Regions from separate parts of the Mus musculus genome. Here region 1 is linked to region 2. A link is a contact called in public promoter capture Hi-C data. All regions are on one chromosome and are shown on one strand. The core of a region is the stretch at or near the end of the contact, and the rest is flanking DNA. Distances in the headings are between cores, read along the strand shown. Region 1 holds the start of H3c11 (H3 clustered histone 11). Region 2 holds the start of Zkscan8 (zinc finger with KRAB and SCAN domains 8).

Region 1 (3,055 bases), core at 280-2,779, 250 kb after region 2:
TTTGGGAGGCAGAGGCAGGTGGAACTCTGAGCTCAAGACCAGTCTGAAGTCTATAAATCTAGTTCCAGGACACCTAGGCTTACACAGAGAAACCTTGTCTTCAAAAACCAAAAAAGGAAATAAAGGAAGAAAGAAAGAAAAAAGAAAAATTAAAGTTTACTATAGTAGAAATAGAAGTCAGTTTTGCTTTGGGTGAGGAAAGATGTACAAGATTTGTACTAGTTTAATAAAGGGCATTAATAAATCACAAATAATTTTATTACTTTGTTTTCCAAAGAAACACAGTCTGGGGTTTTGCTTTGTTTTGTTTTGGACAATAGCAATCTTTCTTAAGCATAATTTATTGGGGCACACCTATAATCCTATCGATTATAACTGAAGCAAGATTAGGATTACAAGGTTTTCCGTGCTACATATTCAAGCAAGTCCAACGTTGAGCACTGGGCTACTTTTGAGTCCTTATCTATAAATAAATAAAATAAAGGAGGCTGTCTTAACAGTACAGAGGCTGGCAAGGCTGCTAAAGAATCCAACATATTTGTTACACATACTCTGGGAATGGTGTACAAAACCGGCAAGCCATATATGGTTAAAAGAAAACCACGTACGTCAGACATATTGACTCAAACTTGTCACAGCATGAAGCTAATTACAAAGGGCCAATGTTAGCACTTAAAAGGGTTCAAGATTGCCAAATTCCAAACCTTGCCCCCCCCCCCAAATAAACACACTAATCAAGTAATGTTCCTTATGAAAGCAATTTGCAGACTTAGGGAACACGCCTGGGGATTTTGCATTAACCAGTAGCACTATATAGTATCCAGAAAGCATGAATCTACAGATTTGCTGTAGGAGCTAACTTCCACACATTTTAGTTGACTGCCACCTTGAAGTCAGGTTGTTTCAAAGGCACATGCCTCTAGATTGTAAACTAACCTCACCTATATTTGAACACCTTAGGAGGATGTAGCACATATGCTCAGATACTGGAAAACATGATAGATGTTGGACCTGAGGTAGGTAAACAGCCGCTTTTTGGTGACAAAGGAGGGGGCTCTGAAAAGAGCCTTTTGTTATTAACAGGTAGGGGAATTACGCCCTCTCCCCGCGAATGCGACGGGCCAGCTGGATGTCCTTGGGCATGATGGTGACACGCTTGGCGTGGATGGCGCACAGGTTGGTGTCCTCAAACAGACCCACGAGGTAGGCCTCACAGGCCTCCTGCAGAGCCATGACAGCCGAGCTCTGGAAGCGCAGGTCGGTCTTGAAGTCCTGCGCGATCTCGCGCACCAGGCGCTGGAACGGCAGCTTGCGGATCAGCAGCTCGGTCGACTTCTGGTAGCGCCGGATCTCGCGCAGCGCCACGGTGCCGGGACGGTAGCGGTGAGGCTTCTTCACGCCGCCGGTGGCCGGGGCGCTCTTGCGGGCGGCCTTGGTGGCCAGCTGCTTGCGCGGGGCCTTGCCGCCGGTGGACTTGCGAGCGGTCTGCTTAGTACGAGCCATCTCAGTACACTAGAAAGTGAATAAAGTGGTGTTGAGATGGAAAAGCCCAAGTATATATATAACAAGCCACCCTTTTGGATTGGACAGTAAACTGCTGACATCATAGTTCCAGACAGGGGATTGGTCCGCGTTTAAACCGAGTAAGGAAAGGAAAAACGTTGCCTACATTTTATATTTAACGTACAAATTTCATCTTTTTACATAACAATTACTCTAGCAACTCCCAGAATTTATCATCTCGAGATAATGTTGGCTTTGGAGGTCAAAAGACCTCTTCGCTATTTATTTAAACAAGAGCACCGTTATTTGGGGGCAGAAATTTAATGGAAAGAAATCTGAAAGGAAAATTAACAAAAAAAAAAAAAAAAAAAAAGTTATTCCTGGAGTCATGAGCACTTCTTACACTTGATTTCGCTCAAAAACTGCTTGCAACACTTTTATGACCGGAAACTTTTAGAAGTTGCAATTGATACTGCCTTTCAGCGGTTGCGATTTTGGCGCGAAAAAAATTCAAAATCAGTGTATCTGCAACTTACTAGGGCTTTGAGATCCAGAAGGCTTTGAGATTCTGTTACTCTTCTACAGCAACACTGTAGGGGACAGGGGCATTCCCAGGTTGGCATTCATTATTTACAAGTTACAAAGTTACACCATTCAAGGTTAAAAGCGAACGCTGGGAATTCACAGATAGCAGCCCCACCCCACCGCCCAACACACACACACTATGTATACAGCTCTAGGAGACTAAGGCAGCCTTTGGAGTAACTCAGCAAGGGGTGATCTGATGATCCTGCTGAGCCAGGAAGACGATGGCAGGCTTGGTGATATTCAGCACATGACTTTTCGGGAGTGCTTGGTGCCGTTTTTTTTACCCAGGCCCTTTCCCCCACTTAATGTGGTCAAATTTGCCAGAAACAAAAGCAATAAGATCAGACAGTAAGCATGTTGTTTTATGAACAGGCTTTTTGCCTAATTGGGAATATCAGGCACAAGCAATATTTACTTGCTGTTTACCAGAGAACCTTACCAAGATTATCAGGAAAAAAGAACTGCTGAAGACGCTCATTTGAAAATAGCTCTATCCACCCCACATTCGGAGCTACCCACAGGTCATCCTTTACGAGTCAGGCGCCTAACCTGCCTTCACTCACAGCGTAGTCTTTGTGCTTGGTTGATGTACTCAGAGCCTAAGAGGGCTGAAGACAAATGTTTCTGACAATGTCAGATGTGCAAAGTGCTTTCTTTATAACAAAAGCTAAACAGCCTGCGAATTAGAATGGTAAAGGTGTATCAGTGTAGTTGAAGCTTAGATGTGCCCCTGAGCTCCCACACTTTGCCAAAATGGGTTGGTTTTTTTTTTCCATATGTAATTATTTGGGAAGGAGAGATTCAAACTCCATCTTTGTGCTGCTTCCCCCTGTGCTTTTCTCAGACTTGCCACATATCTGCTGAAAAGTGATTCCTGTTTTCTTCATTCCAAAATCATTCAAGAATCAGAGTTGTTGCTCCATTATTATTATTATTATTATTATTATTATTATTATTATTTGCA
Region 2 (2,700 bases), core at 19-2,518:
CAGGATGATTGCCTTATGAACGGAAAGGCAACAATCTTAGGCTTATTCGGGATCGAAAATGTTAAAGCCTTGAAAACTAAGGAAGGCACAACTCAAATACTGGCTTCTCAAGAGATGCAGGAGATGTACTTTCCTTTCTGATTAATTAAACTTGAGAGATGTCTGAGAACCGAATACAAACCAGGAATGATAATCTCCAGGTTTTAGAGATTAAGAAGAAGTAGATGAAACAAACATGCTTTGTAGTTATCTGAAATGGCATTCATTCATTTTGTTTGTTTGTTTTGGAGATTTTAAAAGTTATTTTAATAAGGCTTGAGCATGAGGGTTAGGAGAAAGGCACTCAGGAGAGGGCCAGACGCACAAGCGTGGCTATGGGCTTCTCAAGGAAGTTGCTTTGATGAATGCTTTTAAGACTGACATTTTTATATTTAACCACAAGGAACTCAAAACGTGCACATTCACTAAAATGATGATTGCTGCATAGCAATACTTAAGTGAATCGGACAAATAGAAGTATGTGGTCAAGTGGTGGTCAACGTCTTAGAAATCCAACAGAGATTACTCATGAATGACCCGAGTTTTGGGAATGGGAACCTACCGAATTTTCAAGATTCTATTTCAGTTAGCTTTAATAAACTAGGTAAGCAAAGTATTCTGAATAAGGTTTAATTTTGTTACCCCAGAATTACTTAAAGTATTTCTTTTGCATACAACTGTTCAGCCATTACATGAACTACTTTCATAATATACTTCTTTTATGGGTAGAAAAAAAAAAAAAAGAGTAACAAAAAAAAAAAAAATCAAAGATTTCCACGTGGGGTAGAGGCTTCAAAAGAAAAAAATTATTATCTTTAAAAATGAATTTTGAGACCGATCGGCAAAACTGCTGAGTAGAAACAGTTGGTACACGGGCCGGCTTTACAAGTAAGAGCGAGTGCAAAATTATATACATGATGACTGGCGATGAGGAGAGCCATCCCGTAGGAAGTTGGGGCCGGGTGTCGGCCTGCTCAGCGGCGGCAGGCCCTGAACCGACCCGCTCCCCGCTCTCGGGCCTCCGCTGCCCGAGCGCCCCTGCTCGGCCCAGCGCACTCACCGAGAGCTCCCCACGCTGCCCGAGGGCGGGAGGCGGCACAGCGCGGACAGGGAAGCGCGCGAGGAGACGCGACGGACACCGAACCCGAGCGGGACCCCTGCAGCCGCTAAGTTCCAAACCCTTGGAGCCGCAGAGCCGGGCAGCACGCATCTTGCCCCACAGCCACTTCCGGAAGCTCTCTAGGAAGCTCGGAGGTCTGACAGCTCTATGGTAGGCCAGCAAAAGGACCGAGCGCCCTCAGCTACACCAGGTGGAGGGCGGCTATGCGGGACATCCTGAGGAGTGACATAGCTTTAAGTCACCTAAGCTTTTGTCTGGCCAGCCTCGGGCTTCAGGTGACAAGTTTAAGAGTTGGGTGGCTGATCACAGATCCAGAGGCCTGCGCTGGGCTCAGGAGTATACTTAACGGATTTCTCTTTATTCTTCTTAGTTACCTTGTGCTTTCCCATTAATGCTTCATGATTACTCCAAATTCCCAACTTTCACTGCGTATTGAAGAATTTAAACCTTTGTAGTTCCTAGGAACAGTAGTATATTTATAAAGTTCCTACTGACCATTGCTTTCTCTTTGACTATGAGTGTTCTCATCCTCCAGATACTTATGGTTGGAAACAACAAAACGTCTACAAAATAACCAGACCCCTAACTTAAAATTTAAATAGAAAATTGGTGGAAAACAATGAACATTGGTTTACTTTTTAATGTCAAAGACAACTTTTATCTGTTTCAACTTGTTGAGATAGAGTTGGTGAATCTCATTCTCATCTCGAGGAAATGAGGCAGAGGACATGTGAATGTCTTACCTAGTGTCATATAAACGAATGGACAAGCAAAGAACTAGAACAGAAGGGAGAAGTCATATTCAGCCAGGAATTGCCAAGCTTGGGTCACAAGTGAACACAATAGACAGGGTTACATTTTGTTGTTTTGCTAGTTTAGATCAAGTCTCTCTGTAGCCCTAGCTGGCCGCAGGGCAAACTTCCTGCCTCACCTTCCCAAGTGTTGGGATTAAAAGCATAAATCAAGTGATTATAAATTTGGGATTATAAAATTGGTATTATAAATGTAAGTCAATACAAATAGGTTAAAGCCTTCTGAAGTTGATTCCTCTTTCAAAACAACTAAATTAGAAATAAAAGAATATTTGACTCATATTCTTTGATTCAAGTTTTTAAATGATGATTGAAGTTTTGCCCACATTATGGGCACTCGTGGTCTCTAAGGTAGATTCTGTCTATTAATCCTGAGCACTAAGTAATTTTTGGTACTGTTCTCTTTTTAGTAGAACTAATTTACTCTATAAATTCTCTGATACCTAGTTAGAGCCTAACTTATACAGGCTTTCCACACTTTATGTACCCATAGGGTTTTAGCCTATATGGATTCTCTGATGTTTAATAACACCTCTGTGCCCACTGAGATCTTTCCCATACTCTATGTTTATAGGACTTCAGTGTGTGTTCTATAATTTCCAACAAGATGTTCTTGTTGAATGAAGGTTTTTCTGCATTTATTACATGTACTGGCTGGTTCTGTGTGTCAACTTGACATAAATTAGATTCATCAGAGAGGAAAGAGCCTCAGTTGAGAAGATGCCTCCA

What was found. Promoter capture Hi-C pulls out the DNA fragments that hold promoters and counts their contacts.
Region 1: a promoter capture Hi-C map of pre-B cells shows a contact between it and region 2, with 3 times the contacts expected there. The contact joins the promoter of H3c11 here to the promoter of Zkscan8 in region 2. A contact is called at or near these places in 4 of 39 promoter capture datasets (the HPC-7 cell line, cranial neural crest, liver and 1 more), 3 of 484 Hi-C or Micro-C datasets (CD4 T cells, cranial neural crest and pre-B cells), 1 of 115 datasets of contacts at active chromatin or transcription factors (bone marrow-derived macrophages) and 2 of 9 other capture datasets (adipose tissue and liver).

The regions. Positions count from the first base shown.
Region 1 is chr13:21,781,868-21,784,922 of GRCm38.p6, forward strand. H3c11 (H3 clustered histone 11) reads right to left here and starts at 1,530. Exons shown (of 1, transcript NM_178207.2): 1 at 1,048-1,530. The coding sequence starts at 1,503. The coding sequence ends at 1,093.
Region 2 is chr13:21,529,846-21,532,545 of GRCm38.p6, forward strand. Zkscan8 (zinc finger with KRAB and SCAN domains 8) reads right to left here and starts at 1,269. Exons shown (of 6, transcript NM_139141.4): 1 at 1,100-1,269. It overlaps Gm32724 (a long non-coding RNA gene), which reads left to right and starts at 1,224. Exons shown (of 5, transcript XR_001780870.1): 1 at 1,224-1,309.